2 separate regions of the Mus musculus genome follow, and region 2 is linked to region 1. The links are chromatin contacts, called in public Hi-C maps. All regions are on one chromosome and are shown on one strand. Each heading gives the region's core, a stretch centred on a gene start, on an enhancer-like site or on the middle of the called end of the contact. The rest is flanking DNA. Distances are from core to core; before and after follow the strand shown.

Evidence for each region. Hi-C and Micro-C count contacts between places; a contact is called where the count stands out from the background.
Region 2: a Hi-C map of centroblasts shows a contact between it and region 1, with 2.9 times the contacts expected there. The contact joins two enhancer-like sites. A contact is called at or near these places in 3 of 484 Hi-C or Micro-C datasets (the C10 cell line, bone marrow-derived macrophages and centroblasts) and 2 of 115 datasets of contacts at active chromatin or transcription factors (the 230-238 cell line and bone marrow-derived macrophages).

The regions. Positions count from the first base shown.
Region 1 is chr16:24,132,330-24,136,547 of GRCm38.p6, forward strand. No RefSeq gene overlaps it. Among named protein-coding and RNA genes, the nearest start is that of Gm32126, 25 kb to the right of the region's middle. Within about 2 kb of position 2,547, at least 9 of the 459 cell types and tissues checked have an H3K27ac peak or open chromatin away from gene starts, as enhancers often do. A contact at or near this core is called in centroblasts, where this site is marked.
Region 2 is chr16:24,335,747-24,340,041 of GRCm38.p6, forward strand. No RefSeq gene overlaps it. Among named protein-coding and RNA genes, the nearest start is that of Gm38456, 42 kb to the left of the region's middle. Within about 2 kb of position 2,190, at least 13 of the 459 cell types and tissues checked have an H3K27ac peak or open chromatin away from gene starts, as enhancers often do. A contact at or near this core is called in centroblasts, where this site is marked.

The sequences.
Region 1 (4,218 bases), core at 1,297-3,796:
CAGGTCAGATCTCACTTCTGAGGAAAGCCAGGAGCCTCACTGGGGAAGGCAGCCCAAATGTGCCAAACGTGGGTAAGTAAAGATGGCCCCACTCTTCCGGTGGGTTTTCCTAGGTTTGTAAGAACATTGAGAACATTGGGGATAGTTTCCAAGAGCAGAGTCAAGACTGATTGTTTAATAGCTTAATTTTAGAACCCAGAGGACACTAAGACAAATAACATCCTTTTATTTTCCTTCATTAGCGGAGAAAAATCAACCACAAGTTTTCTACAAAGTCAGGTAAGGCACATGGTGGCCTTCAGGACACCTAATGTCTCTGACACCAGCTTCCCATCTCTACAACAATGATTAATAGCTAAAGGAGGGGCTTCTTAGAGAAAGAATTAAGGAAGTAGGTAAGTATAAAGTAGTGACCCACCTGACATGGTTACCAGGAACCAAATTCAGGTCCTTGGCAAGAGCAATAAGGACTACCAACAGCTGGGCCAGCCTTCTAGCCACTGTCTCCATTGTTGACTTAAAGAATGTTTAACTAAGTGATCGGTAAATGTTATGCTGCCAATCCCCCTGAGCCCCTCCACTAGCAGCCCCTTCTCTACTCCTTTGATCAAATGTACAAGGTAGTCAAAATGCGCGGGCTGTTCTAAGGGTAGGAGTTGAGTTTTAGGTAAATTCTGGTTTAAATGTATAGGAAAGAATTTCAAACTGGTGAAGTATCCACTTTCGGGGATGAGATATATAAAGCAAGAGCAGGCCTGTGTGGACAGTTCTCCACTCTTGGCAATCTTGTGGCCAAAAGATAATTTTCAGGCTTTTTTTTTTTTCAAATAAACTTGTTGCTCATCAGCATGTCATTTCTGGATTTTTGTTCCATGAGTGAAAACTGCCCTACTTTACTGCTTTCAAATGGGCAGCATTAAAAGTGCAACTGCTTTGTTACTGATGGCATAAGCTTTGTATATTTGAGGCTGTCTATTTTATTAATGTTCAAGTTCAAGGACAATCCAGGTGTCTAAAATCCAATGTTCACCTGCAAAGTATCCTTAGAAAATATTTTCACTTGTTTACCATCAGACCGTTTGCTAATTGTCACAGCATGTGGGTTGGAAGAGTTGAAGCTTGAAGACTCTTTGTGCACAAGCAGGGCTGGAGTGCGTAAGCGCGAGCGTGGGGCTGGAGGAATAGCTCCAGTGATTAAGAGCTTGTGTTGCTCTTACAATGGACCTAAGTTTGGCTCCCATTTCTCACGTTGAGTAACTCACAACCAACTACAACTCCAGATCCAGAAGATCTGAAGCCCTTTGCTTCCAAGGACACCTACGTACACACACACACACACACACACACACACACACACACACACACACACACAAGCACACATACTTGAAAATAAGCACTTTAAAATGAAGGTAACAATGAAAATGATGATAGCATTGGCTCACACTCAAGCAGAATCGCAAAGGTCACATAACTTTCCTTGCTGTCATTTTTACTAAGGCTTTGCCCCGTGAAGTAGGCATAGAAACAGCAGTTCATCTCCAAATGACAGATGAGAAAATAAAGAGCCCAGGAGTTTCAAAAACTCAACCAAAGCCATAACATCTCATTTCCTCAGCCTGAATACACTACAAAGAACTCTAGCAACTGGAGGTGCTAAACAAAAGAATCCATTCAGTTAATAATCCCAGCAATGTGGGAGCCCCATAGAGCCAGCAAGATCAGCTCCATACTAGCCTGCCAAAGGACTGAGCAAGTGGAGAGTAGAGTGCCTAGCCCCTTCAGTCTGTTTAGTTGGATGTGGGTCAGGAAGAAGGAAACCAGAGCCAGGGGGTTTGAAACTGAGGGCCGTAAGAAGGGGCTGCTGTGTGAGTTTCTGATTACTGCTACGAGGAAGTACCCAATGTGTGTGGTTTAAAAAGAACACAAATTATGTTCTTAAGGTTCTGGAAGCTGCTGAAGTCTTAGTCATATTGTCTGGGCTTAAGTCAAATCATTACCAGGAAGGACAGGAAGGACTTCTTCCAGAGGCTAGATGTGGGATTCTTTTCCTTGTCTCTTCAGCTTCTCTTTGTTTTGAACCTCTTTCTCAGTCTTTAAAGTCCATCACTCAAAGCTCTCTGCATTGTCATCAACCCCGACTCTTCCTTCGCCCCACCGTATAAACATCCAGGTGCTTATGTGGTCCCTTCAAGATGATCTAGGATGAGTTTCCACCTCTCAACTCTCGATTTAATCTTATCTGAACAGGGAGATAGCAGGCATTCACAGCCCTGGAGGTTAGGTCCTGAGCAACTCCGAGGCCATCATTTAGCCTATCACAGGTGACAAGGTGACAGGTGGATGGTGGCAGTTGTTTTGTACAGGCAAGTGCACTGCTGGTTGTGTGTTGCCTGTTGAAAGTCACTCTCCTCTGCCACCTGACATGCAAGACCAAAATAGAAGCCCTGTGTTCTGATTCAAAATTAAATGCTCTTTCAGGCACAGCACACATTGCCTCTCAGCACTGGCATTCACTCTTGCAGACAGCCCATTCTTGTATAGATAGTAATTAATATTTGCATAATGCTTTAGAGTTTACAGTGTCCCTTTTTATTTACATGAAATCATCAAACCCCTACAATAACCTTCTGAGATGGTTATTATTAACACAGTTTTACATATGAAGACACTAAAGCTCCGAGGAGTGAAATGGTTTGTCCGAGGTCACCCAGCTGGTAAGGGCGAGACCACAATGCAAAACTCGGAACTCACACTATGCTCAGTTCTAACTAATGAATCTGTACTTGGCTCACTTCACTAGATGTGTTAGTTACCTTTTGGCAAATACTCAAATGTTGACTTGGATCTCAGACATGTTTTGGGAGAAAATGAATTTATAAGTTTCTTAGTACTTTGTAGTATACAGAATGACTTGTGACACCTAACCATCATCTCTATGATCATCATCATCTCACCATTATCACTACCACCACCACCACCATCTGTTCTGGAGACCAAGAAAATTCAATAGGTGAAAACTCTACTTCTTTTTATAATATTGTGCCTGCTGTGTTGTAGTTCTTAGGAACAATGATGTTATAACATATCTCGGGGATCTATGGTTTATTGGTCACTGTTGACATAGCCAAACTCCTGTGCCCTCGCAGATAAACAAGGTGGCTCACTGTTTGGTGAAGCAGGAGTCCTTAGTCACATAACTTCATAGTGATGCTTGCTACCATTTTATTCCCTTGTAGAAACCTACCACTTGCTAGGTATATCAAGTCCAACTACTTGGATGAAGAGGGAGGAATTAAGGTGGACAAAATGAAGGACAGTGGGGACAGTAGGCTGGGGTCAAGTCGTGTGTGCCCTTTTTCAGGTGGAACTCCACTTCACCACCCCTCCTCCTCTTCAGCGCACCCCTTCCACCTTTTTTTTTTTTTTTTTTTTTTTTTAGAATAGCCACCAACATCTGTAATTTGCAACCTCAAAACAAAACTAGAGGTTCACTGGGAGGACTAGCCAAGCTGGCCTCCACATGTGGCGGAGCAGTCAGCCGGCCCCCACTTCATTTGAGTGAGACCGCCAAAAGCCTTCACGTGGCGCCTTGGCCACAGAAGTATAATTAGCAAGTGCTCCCTGCCCCTCACAATGGCCACCTTCACTGGGCCAGGCAAAGGTGACAGATGGCAGGCAGGTGCATTCAAATGGCCTTGGTTTGACCAAGGGAAATGAAGTACTAAAACCTAACTCAGTCCCACAATGAGTCAGAATGGGGGTGGGGAAGGCTCTCAAAGTCCTCTGGCCCCTGTTCTTAGGAGAGCCTGTTGCTTCTGGTTGTTGCCTTAGGACTCATGGTTCTAGAGCTCTATTCCTATGAGACAGCCACTAAATTGTTTTTGGCCCTTACTAACAATTCTTCTTGCTTTCAAACTCAGCTGTTTAAGTGTACAGGTTCCGGCCATCTAAAACTGTCCCTAGCCTCGATAACCCTTGCTTCTGCATATTCAGACCCCACCAGTACTTCATGTTCCAATTAAGCTCTTCTTAGAAGCCTTTCCCTAGCCCAGTGAGGTGGCACATGCTGGCAGTTCTTATCTTTGGAAGACCAAGGTGAGAGGATGGCTGTTAGCTAAGGACCAGGCTGGTCTATGGAGTGAGACCTTACCTAAAGCACAGCAACAAAAAGAAGCCCCTAGCTAAACTGAGCAATTCCTAGCTCCCTAGGCACCCTCT
Region 2 (4,295 bases), core at 940-3,439, 200 kb after region 1:
ATACACTACCCTTTGCTTAGTCACTGCTTTCATGATTCTAGGTGCTCAGGTTAGTTCCTTGCAGGAAGGACAGCAATGGCTGCTCCCTGTGACAGCCTCTCCAGCCTTAAGTCTCATATGATCTTCCTTCTCACCTGCATATTCTTTCAGAAAGTTGCTTTATACTTCCAACTTGGCAGTCAGTTCTGGAGACCTACTAGTGGTAAGTGGCTGTCAAGCATGATCAGTGTGCTGAAAAACCAAGCAACAGATGATGTGGCTGGGGCCTGAGAAAGAAGTGCATATCCTCTTTCCCTGCATCCTCAATACACGCTGGTTCTTTCCTAACGCCAGAGCTCAGATACTAAAACATCACTGGCTGGGCCTGACTATGCAGTTAAAGTTCAATCTTCTGTTTCTTCATCTGGGCACTGGAGAGCAGACTCCAGGGTCGGGCTCACAAAGATCTTGCTAGAGCACCCCTCCAAAGCATCCGCTGTTGAATTGAACAAATCAACAAGGACCCTGCTTACATCTGTTTGCACGCCTACCTTTCCTTAACTTGACTGGAGTGTGTAAGGTTTCTTATCTGGCCATGCATCCCTGTAAATGTGTGTGTGTGTGTGTGTGTGTGTGTGTGTGTGTGTGTGATGCAAGGTGGGTGCTTAATCAGTTCGTGCTGAATTAATTAACTTTAAACATGATTATGATGCACTTTAATAGGGTACAGGTGGGACAACTGTTAGCTTCAGTCATAGGTAGTGCAACAGTCATAGAGACACAAACAATAGCAGCCAAACTAGTTTTTCGTAAGAGCTCTCGGCGTTTAGGCACCTGCTGGGACACAAAGTACAGTACATGTGCCTTGTTTTTCAGGGCTCTTTCCAGCCGCCATATATTTGTGTCTTAAAAAAAAAAAAAAAAAAAAAAAACCTCACCTAATCTCTTACCCAGATCCTTACCAATTCAGTTATATGGGTCCAGAAAAGGAGGAAGAGCCCACTTTTACCAAGGTCATCGGAAGCAGTCCAGACACAAGAGTTCACAATGAATCGAATTCTCCATTTCTAGTCTGGAGTATCTGGCACTGAACACACTGTAACAAGTCAAAAATAATTAGAGAAAGGCAAAATCATTAGATCTACAATTAAAGAGGGTTTTGTTTTTTACCTTCAAACAGCCTTAACTCCCCCAAACACAAGTGATTTGTATGTATCTAAACTGGGATGTGTGTTTGTTAATAGACTGAAATAAATAGATACTGCTGTACTATCACGCAGAGAGCACGGACAGGTGAGAGGAGGTCCCTGGGGCTCATTTACATTCAGCTTTCAAAATAAGATATGAAAAACACCCCACAGGAGAAAGCAGGACTTTTGAACAGCGATATTTTGCAGTTCAGTGATTCCTAATGATTCCAGAGACGCTGGTGCCTGTCACTGTGTGTAACCACTCTTCTCGAGCACTTATATTTAGTTAGAGAGGATGTTGACAGCAAATAAGAAAACGGCCCCCTACACACAATGTAAGGTGGAGTTTATGCTCTAGCCACCCGATGACACCTTGAGGCTGAGTTTCTCTTATTTATAAATCAAAGATATTATTTCCTTTACTATAAAGGAATATTGTTGCAGAGTGAGGTAGGGCAGGGGAAAAACTAGCCATATAGAGATATTATACATTGAAACAAGCTTTTATCTCGAAACACACACACACACACACACACACACACACACACACTGAAAGAAAGGAAGAAAGAAACAAGCTTTTAAAAAATTGAATCTTTCAGTGTGTGTGTGTGTGTGTGTGTGTGTGTGTGTGTGTAGAGGGCATAGGCCAGCTCTGTGGAGTTAGTTCTCTCTTTCCACATTTAGATATTTCCAAGGACTTGAACATGGTGGCAGGGGTGGGGGTGGAGGGACATCAGTATGCATTTGCAGCAAGCACTTTTACCTACTGAAGAATCCCAGCCACTCCACAGAATAACCTCTCAAAGGTTACTAGTTTCTTCCCCTCTGATATGCAGTTTGGAGAAATGTTATCCCAATGGAATTGGCAAGACAGCTGTTGGATAGAAGAGTCAATTTCTCTATATATGCCTTATGTCTAGGTGTGGAAGGTCTCTTCCTTCCTCCTTCTCCATTTAGACAATTGCTTCAAGGTGGGGTGCTACATAGGTGGCCTACTCCTGACCTCTCTGCTCTCCGTGAGTGGAAAGAGCAGTGATGACGTCTCTGGTGGGCTATTTAGAGGTGAGCCTAGAGCCTGGGTGACTTCTCTCCAGCTCTCCATTTCTTTTCACTCCTGATCTAATCTGCGTTTAGGGAATGGTACCGTGTGAACACAGCAAGCATGACCATGGATGTGTGTGTGTGTGTGTGTGTGTGTCTGTTGTGATGCTCAATGGTAAAACGTCTGCTGAGCATGCATGAAGACGTGGGTTCAGTCCCAGCACAGAATAAATAAATGTCTGAAGAAAGGCCACACACATGAGAAGAGCCTTTCTTGACTTATCATTGCTGGTGACGAGGTATGTAAGTCACCACAATCCTGGGTCCAGTGTTAAAGTCCATCTTGCCCTTCCAATCTCTCCGGTGGGTGTTTACTGTGCAGTCAGTGAATTAAAGCAAATGCAAAACAGAAAGATAAAATGCTCCAACTCATGGCTTCTTCCAGAGTGTCACTTCTGTGGTTACTGAGAAACACGTTTGCCTGTCACCTCCAGTGCACTTCACATCGTCTTACAAAAGTTCCCTCTCGGGAGGCTTCCCGTATACTAAGACCAAGGAAAATGGCGGGCACTGGGACTGTTCCTACGTGTTCTTTCCCCCCTCAGAGCTCTTGAAGCTGTAGTGACTTCCACCCCATTTCCTTCAGCACCTCCCAAGGGTATTCCCCTCAAGGGATGTCTCTTTTCTACAGACAAACACATCCTCTGGTTTTTCTGCCCTCTTTTCTCCATTGGTCATATTCTCTTTCTTTTGTCTCTGTCACAACTTGATTGGTTGTCACTGCTCCTTCAGTCCGACAACCCCAAGAGCAGTATGAACCACAGCTCCAGTGAAATGCAGAGGAAGGTCTTCGTCTTCTGGTGAAATTAGATATTACACAGAAAACACTTCCCCGGCCTCAAACAATCCTTTAAAAATACCCAGACAGTACTATGAGAAATTCTGCAAAAGGCTTATCAGTAATCTCATCAGATGTTTTTCTCAGGTACAGACAGTCCACCCAAGGAAAAAAGAAAACAAACAGAAGTTCTGCCCTACATAATGACTAATGTCACACTATTTTTAACACAATCATGTCTTCCTTCAACTAGGTTGTAAGGCAAGAGCCCTTAGAGAGATGAGACTGGGCTTTACTGGTGGAAACATTATCCAGTAGTTATACCTAAAACCGGAAAGAGCCAACTCTGAGGATCCCTGGACCCAACTTATAAGTAAGATACTCAAGTCATATAAGCCTTGGAGAATTTCCTCAAGAGAGTCAGCGGCTGGAGGTAAAAGCAAAAAACGGTCAGACTGGCCCCTCTCAATGGGTAAAAAAAGGTGGGGTGATTTATTATTGAATTCAGTCATTGTCTCAGGGTGACCCGCTTACCCAGGAGGAAGGCTCTGTGCCAGTTTGAGCACTGCCTTGATTAGCATCTGGAAATTCCAGGTTCTTGGTTGACTTGGGGGGGGGGGTCCACATGTCACCTGCCACGCTCTCTGCCTGTCTCTTCTCCTATCTCAGTAATCTGAAGAGGAAAACTGTAAGTCTGGGCCCATAGTCACTGTGCATGACTTAACTGTGACATCTATCATGCAAAAGCAGCTGGGCTTGGGACAGTGTGGGTTACCAAGTAGGGGTTATTATAACTTTGGGGGTCTTGTTAAAAGAAAAAAAGTCTTACAAGGTAAAGGTCAGCAACAGATGATATGTGGAATACTCTCTAACTTTTCCACGGCGAGGCCTTCTAGGGCCAGGGCATCCTTCTGGATTTGCTGAGGGTGTGTGTTTCCTTTTTAAGGTCATGCACTCGAACATATGGATGTGGTAACAGTCGGCTGGCTGACTGGCTTTCATGTGCTAGTGGGCGTGACTGTTTATAAGAACTTCTTAAGAAAGCTGAGTCCCTAACACTTGCAACCTCAGGCACTCACAGGAAGCTAGTTTCTGGAACAGACCCTTTTGTATGTCCAAGAAAAGAAGCCTTCTTCCAGACCTCATTAGAAGAAGCTGGCTTTGGAACAGAGCATGGTGAGCCTGCGAGAGACAAGCTGAATTTGTGTAAGAATGTAATTCCTCCCACCAGAAAAAGGAAATGGAGC